2 separate regions of the Mus musculus genome follow, and region 2 is linked to region 1. Evidence: chromatin contacts called from public promoter capture Hi-C data. All regions are on one chromosome and are shown on one strand. The core of a region is the stretch at or near the end of the contact, and the rest is flanking DNA. Distances in the headings are between cores, read along the strand shown. Region 1 holds the start of Mapk7 (mitogen-activated protein kinase 7). Region 2 has its middle 23 kb from the start of Map2k3.

The links. Promoter capture Hi-C pulls out the DNA fragments that hold promoters and counts their contacts.
Region 2: a contact with region 1 is called in a promoter capture Hi-C map of liver, with 2.4 times the contacts expected there. The contact joins the enhancer-like site here to the promoter of Mapk7 in region 1. A contact is called at or near these places in 7 of 39 promoter capture datasets (cranial neural crest, embryonic stem cells, frontonasal cranial neural crest and 3 more), 4 of 484 Hi-C or Micro-C datasets (cerebellum, embryonic stem cells and palatal mesenchyme), 5 of 115 datasets of contacts at active chromatin or transcription factors (bone marrow-derived dendritic cells, bone marrow-derived macrophages, embryonic forebrain and 2 more) and 2 of 9 other capture datasets (embryonic stem cells and liver).

Annotation. Positions count from the first base shown.
Region 1 is chr11:61,492,660-61,496,125 of GRCm38.p6, forward strand. It overlaps Mapk7 (mitogen-activated protein kinase 7), which reads right to left and starts at 1,607. Exons shown (of 7, transcript NM_011841.2): 1 at 1,421-1,607; 2 at 988-1,295; 3 at 245-410. The coding sequence starts at 1,219.
Region 2 is chr11:60,952,901-60,956,366 of GRCm38.p6, forward strand. No RefSeq gene overlaps it. Among named protein-coding and RNA genes, the nearest start is that of Map2k3, 23 kb to the left of the region's middle. Within about 2 kb of position 1,686, at least 40 of the 459 cell types and tissues checked have an H3K27ac peak or open chromatin away from gene starts, as enhancers often do. A contact at or near this core is called in bone marrow-derived macrophages, liver and palatal mesenchyme, where this site is marked.

The DNA of each region.
Region 1 (3,466 bases), core at 357-2,856:
TTGATTCTTTTCCCCTTTTGTACAGGAGAGTCAACCTAAAACCTCAAAGATGCTCATCAGCCTACCAGTGATCGACATCCCCAGCCCTTGCCCTCTTGAGAGATAAGAACTGTCCCTACCAATGTCCTGGACTCACAGCCCGCATCACTCTGGGTTCAACCGCCCTGCCAGAACTTCAGTATTACTGAACCTGGGCTTCTAAGCTGATCCCGACTGTGTCTCCTCCTCCTGGCCCACTCCTTACACAGATCTGAATTCTCCATAGGGCACAGTAGGCTTCAGGATGTCCTTGATGGCGATGATATTGTCGTGTTTGAAGTGTTTGAGGATCTTCAGCTCCCTGAGGGTCCGTTTGGCATTGGTCACCACATCAAAAGCATTAGGTATCTTCTTGATGGCCACCTGCTGGCCTGGGGAGCAGGAAAAGGGCATATACCAGAGAGTACCTTCAAGTTAGCTGCAGGTCCCTTCCAGCACTGCTCTTCTGGAGCCCAGATAGCAGTAAGTACCTACTGTGTGCAGGGCCCTGTGTGTAACATATATCAAATTTTAATTTCGCAACTGCCTCGTGAAACGGCTGCTAATAGCTCACATAGAGAGGAGGCGCGGCTAGTTAGCAGTGGTTGTGACTGTACTAACTGATCCTCCCTCCCTCCCTCCTCACATAGTCAGTCCATCCCAGATCCTCCCCATTCTTCCACCACTCCATCGTGCCAATCTCTGGCTCTAGAACATATCTCTTTTGGACACCAAAGAGCATCTCTCTATTCTGGCTTACAGGGAATATCCTTTTCCTAAGGAGAAAGTAGGCTGACTGGGAGAAGCAGGGGTTCCTGAGAAGGGTACCTAACGGGGAGCTGGCACCTAGTCCGTAAGCGTGAGTGGAACCAGAATCCCCGGCGCAGCTGATCCTCCTGGGACCGTGCGGGTTCCTCACCGCCTCTGGAAAGCAGTCCACACATGCTGAGCCTCAGGAAGCCAGCTCACCCGTGAGGCGGCGGCGCGCCGAAGACACCACCCCGTAGGCCCCATTGCCTATGGTCTCGATGATCTCGTACTCGTCCCCCACGTCAAAGGTCACGTCGAAGGAGCGGGCTTTGAGCAGGGCCAGGTTCTTGGCCACCACAGAGGCAGCGGTGTGAACGGGTTCTGCCTTCACCCTCCCAGGGGGCTCCCCAGAGCCATCTTCGCCGTCCTCCTCCTTCAGCGGTTCGGCCATGGTCTGTACGAAGCGCTGATGAGAAGATCGTCCTGAGGGCCTCTCAGTTCCGCCTCTGTGGGTTTGGAGGCAGGACCTGTGCAGCAGGCGAGAGGGGACCGCTGGCACAGAGAACCCCACGGCCCAGGATCCAGGGGGGCGCGGCGCGGCCCCGGAAGAAAGGGAGGGGCGGGGCGCTGGGACTCCCGGGATCGCACTCACCGACCGGCCGGCACCCCGCCGCCACGCCTCCTCGGGAATTTGGGATTCCTGAGTCTTGCCAACCCAGTGATGAGTGTTCCCCCGGGCTCGCTCACTTAACAAGAACCGCGGCCACCACCAAAGCCTCGCGTGCGCCGAAGCAGACCACCCCACCGGCCGCCCCGGGACCACGCTCCTCCAGCTCCCAGCCAATCGTTGAGCGGCCTCCGTGGAGGTTCCCACCCCTTTATTTTACTCTGTCCAATCAAAACTTACCGGACGGGAAAACCGCGCCCTTGTCAATCACGCGCGCGCGCGCGCGCGCCCAGCTGTCCCACTCCGGGCGGGAGCCGCCCAAGGGGTGATGCGTGCTCCTCAGGGGTGCGCGCGCAGCCCCGCACCATGCTCTCACGCATGCGTACTAGCAGCCTCCGGAGCTTGGGTGGTGGGGGGGAAGCGAGCAAGGCCCCACCAAGTTCTCTTGTACTTCTGAGCCTACTCGCTCCACAGGCCCGAAGGGCGGAGATAAGGGAGGGAGGAGGGGTGTTACCTAGGCAACAAGCTCCGCACCCCCCCACCCCCACCCCGTCCTTTTGGCTCCTCTTCCTTCCTTGTTAGCTTTATTTCCTAGGGAATTTGCTGCGCACTCTTTCGGCGCCGGAAGTTCTGGACGCCTTACCCCGGAGTAGTGACCAGAGACCCCAGTCTTTAGAGCGTCGCTGACTTGTTTTCCCCCACCCCCCCAACCACTCCAACACCCCCACCCCCACCCCCAGCCAGTGAGGACCTGGCGGGGATGCGCATGCGCTCTGAACCGGGCCAGACCCAACAACTTTTTCCCTTTCCTCTTCCATTTTTCCTCCATCCGGCTGGGACGTCCGGTTGAGGCAAAAGTGAGCATTGTTAACTCGAGAGCTAGAAAAGTTCTCGGTAGGCAGCTTAAGTCTCCAATCTCCAAAGAGATTCGGGATTCCCAGTGAGACAAGAAAAGTGTGGAGAGGGAAACTGGGATGAAATCCAGTAAAGTCTGAGTGTCCCCTTGACATTTATTACTGAGTTCTCAATCAAAAGCCAAAGGTTGAGTCTAAAGCAGAAATGGATCTTAGATATCATACACGGTTGTTTGTGTTGCCCAGCATTTGGTACTACATGCAGAAAGTTTCACACATCAATTCATTTTCACAAACTTAATACCTGCGCCTTTGATTTAGATTAAAATTTCTAAAAAAACTGGATGTACCGGCTCATGCTTTTAGTCCCAGCACTGAACAGGCAGAGGCTGGCCTCAAATTGACAGAGAGCTGCCTGCCTCTGCCTCCTGAGCGCTAAGATTAAAGGTGTTCACTGCCTGGCTAAATGACTATTTTGACAGAATGTTCAGAGAGTCTCAATTCAGTGTTACCGGGGCATGGGAAAGAAGGTGGAAAGTATTTAAATGGATGTCTTTAGAGGTTAGTGAAGATTTTATCTTAAATTCAGCGTGTTCAGCTAAGACCCCTCAGGTAGACTTTGGCTGAAATGTTCCTCTGTTCCCAGCAGTCTTGGGTATTTTTTGCTGAGCAGATAGTTCCTGTGCATGGCACAGGGATCTGCAGAAAAAAAATGCCTGCAAGGGGGAAGAGTTGAAAGAGGACGGAATCTGGTATTTTACTAGATAATGCAAGATTCTTATTCTTTGGAGCTGTTCCAGGGTAGACACAGCTCAGTTGAAGATTATTTGCCTGTGCTTCAGATAGGAAGTTACCCCTCATGGAATCAGATTTGTCACCATCAGGCCAGCATTTGCACACAGCAGAAACAGGCTGGAACCCCACCACTGAAGGATATAGCTTCTTCAGTCCACCACTACCCTCCACCACTCTGCCATACCTCTCAGCCCTGGCTCAGTAAATGACGTCACTTTAGTACTTGGACCTCTGTGTTCTGCACCTTATAAAAGCCAGGAAAATGAACTGGCCCAGAAGATTATAGTTTCAAAAATAAAAGTGAGACCAAGCATACGGGTGGGGGCGGTCGGGGAGCTAATGAAGACTATCAACGTGACATGTACAAAACTCACCTTTCCGG
Region 2 (3,466 bases), core at 436-2,935, 540 kb before region 1:
TGGAGGCTGCCAGCCCACCAGGGCCTCAGACTTGGCCACAGGCCACAGGTGCTCTCAAGGTGCTGGGCTGAGGTGCTTCATTCCATGGCCACCTAGGCTAGGCCCCTGTAGAGGCAACCTGACTCACTCATCCAAGTGATGGTCCCCGAAGTAGAGATGACCGGGTAGGAAGCAGCAGGCTCCACATTGTTTGCACTGCTATCTCAGCTGTAAGCTGAGAGAATGTGCCCAGAGAGCTCCCTAACACGTAGTCAGAGCCAGCTGAGGCCGAGGGCAGGTAGTGATGCCTACAAGAAGGCTCTGAGGATGCGACTTGGTATAAATGCCCTTGGTAGGTCAGCATGGCTCTGTGCTTCTTGAGCTGTTGCCTGGAAGACTTGCATAGGCCCCGTTACCCCTGTTCTCCTGTAAGCAGGAATGTGTCATCTCAGGCACTGGTGGATTCAGGACAATATCCTAAAGGACCTGTGTCCATACACTACTCTATGAGGTCATCAGGATCTAGTGACTGCTTCTCCTAGCTTGACAAACACAGGCACTCAGCCACAGTTCTCTGGAGGGTTACTCCTGGCTAGGAAGGACTCATGTGCTCATGCCCAAGTCAGAAGACTGGAGTGTAACTTCAGGCACAGGTGGGCCATGGGGAGAGTCAGCCCACACAGTTTGACAGCAGGGCCTTGGTGTGCCTGGGAGAGTCCAGAACCCATGGGGCCTCTGTCACCACTCTTCCTTCACCTCTGTGCAGTAGTTTCCCAGGTTCACAGTTTCACGGAGCCTCTCGCCTTTAGACATAGGTTGGTTCTTTCCCCCAAGATCTGTGTTGGTGGGTCCTGTCTCAGGATGGCATGATTTAAAAGAATGGCCCACCAGTCCCAACGCCATCAGGACACATGTGCCCTGCTACTGTATTCCTGTAAGAGGAAACTGCCAATCCTTAAAGGGACTTGGTTAACTTTCGTTGAAGAATAACATAAAGGTAGAACCAATGTCTGGCCGTGAGTACCCACAGGCTAAAGTGGGCGGGCGTTTCTTCTTGCGCATGCGCAGGTTCTTCTTTGCAGTAGTCTAGGTTGCGGCCAGATCGCCTTTTCCCTGGCCGCCAGGAGGCGGCAAAGCCTGGACCTAGTCCTGCCCTGCAAGCCTCTGTAGATTCTGCAGGGTACAGTGCTGTTCACACAGGGCTGAGGGAGCCGGCTTTGTAGCTGGCAAACCATTCCACTTCTAGAGTGCAGCGCGCTTTACAGAGTGTCCCGCGGCTGACCAGACAGGCTCTGTAGAACAGATAACAATTTGCAATTCTCCACCACGTGGGGCTCCAAAGGACTTAATAATTCACTTTGCTGAAATTTGCCTAGTGCCTCACAGCACATTCCTCTTTATAGTGCTGCAAATAGTGGTTTCGGTCCTTTTACTGTTTGGAAACCTTAGCCCACCATCCAGTGTGCAGATCACATTGACATTTCAAAGCATGGCCCCATGGCTACAGCGAAGGTCCCACCCCAGGCTCCTTGCTTAGTGGCAGGCCCCTCTTGTTCCTATTAACACTTCTTGAGTCAGGGCCAGGAGATTAGGAACCTAACAGGGCCCTACAGAGTACCCGTTGTCTCTGTTTCCCATCAGGCAGCGGCTGGAACCAGCAGGCATCTCTAGTCTTGGAGTTAATGTCTCTGGACTGATGGACACAGAGGCCTTTCTGTTTCAGGCGTTGCACAAGAGCCCTCAAACAGCACAAACACTACAGATAGATAGGCCTGTCCTAGAATGGCTTCTGGAGGACACGTGGCACTTACAGGACACCCCTTCCTGGAGGTCAGGGCTGGCAGCTTTGGTTCAATATCAGCATTGTTGCCTCCCTCAGAATTGTGCTGCAGCTCCTGCCTCAAAACTTCCCTGTAACAGTCAGCGCTGACCATTGGCTCACCCAGGAGACGAACCTCTAAGCATGACAGTGATGGAGTTTCTAGACTGGTCTCCCTGAGGTGGGACGACCTCACTCTGAATTCGGGTGGCACCATTCTATGGTGCAGTTTCCTGGACTGGATGAAGAGGAAGATGAGGTAGCAGTGTCTGTCTCCTGTTGCCTCTTGACCATGGATGCACCATCTCAAGCTCTGGCCACTGTGCCTTTCCTGCCATGATGAGCTGTACCCTCAAATGGACCAAAGGTTAAACCCTCCTCCTTTAAACTATCCTGTCAGGCACTTTGTTACCGTAATGAGAAAAATAGCTATTACCTTCCAGGTGACCTACCCATCGTAGCTGGCCCTGCTACCACCCCCGCCGCCTGGCTTTTTATTTTTGTGTCATTCTCTCCTTCCCCAGTACTTTGCCCTGAGATGGTCTGCTCAGAGACCACCTCCCCAAAGAATCTACATCATTCCCTTAGTTGTTATCTGTCAACATTTCTGTTCCTTCTCTGCCTCTGGGACTGGACCAGGAGGGTCTGATTGCTCTGAGCCTGGGTCAGGCAGGGCTTGCGTGAGGCCTGGAAGGCAGGATGTGGGACACAAGACCTAGATGAAGGTAAGGTCCCTACAGAACTATGAAGTCTAGGCAGCCCTTATGTGGCGCCAGCCCCACTCTGACATCCTATGGTGTTGTCCTGCAACCCAGGACAATCCCGTTCTGTGCTGGGGACTGGGCTACTAGGCCAGGAGAAGACTTTTTTTCACCTGGTTATGTGGCTGCTAGCCCCACCTCCCTGCATCTCCCCCTCCCCCCCCCCCCAAGCTGTGAGAGCTGCCTGGCTCCCTCTTTTCTATCTCAAGCAGTTTCCCTGTTTTATTTTTCGAGCAAGGCTTTACCTAGGCAGCAGGATCCAGGTTGCCCCATCTGCCAGCCGGAAGGTAAGAGTGGATGCCTAAGACTCTCCCCAGCCACTCATACCCATGGAAACTCCAGCATCTGCTTTGTCTTTACACTGTCCCCTACCCCTGCCAGGGAGGTCACTCCATGAAGACAGCCTTTCTAGAGGGTCCTGGTTTGTCTTCTGTCCCCATTCTGCTTCCCAAGGCCCACAACATGAGGGCCATGTGCACACTCTGGCCTGTGAAGCCATTGCTTCACTAGCTCGTGGAAGCACACGGGAGGGTATGCATTTGCACTAGTCTTACATTTGGTAGAGTACCCCCTAGCTTCAAGCTCTGGGCAGCAGGCAATAAGGCATTCCAGAAGCTCACAGAGGCTCAGAAGGGTTCTGGGCACTTGAGATAGCAGAACCAGGCAGGACCCAGAAATCAGATGTCCACATGACCCAAGCTCTGCGCCATTGCAACTGGGTTACCTACCAAGCCAGGTTTCGTTAGCCACAGTCGCCCTCTGTGGTACAGAGGGAGCCATGGACTACTGTTTCTTTTGAGTACCAACTTGACTTGGGGAGGTGGCAGTGGCTGCCATCTCGGGTTGGGTATGGAGCAGTTGCTTTGTACATTCACTTCCCAAACCCTCCTTCTATGGTACTCTACTG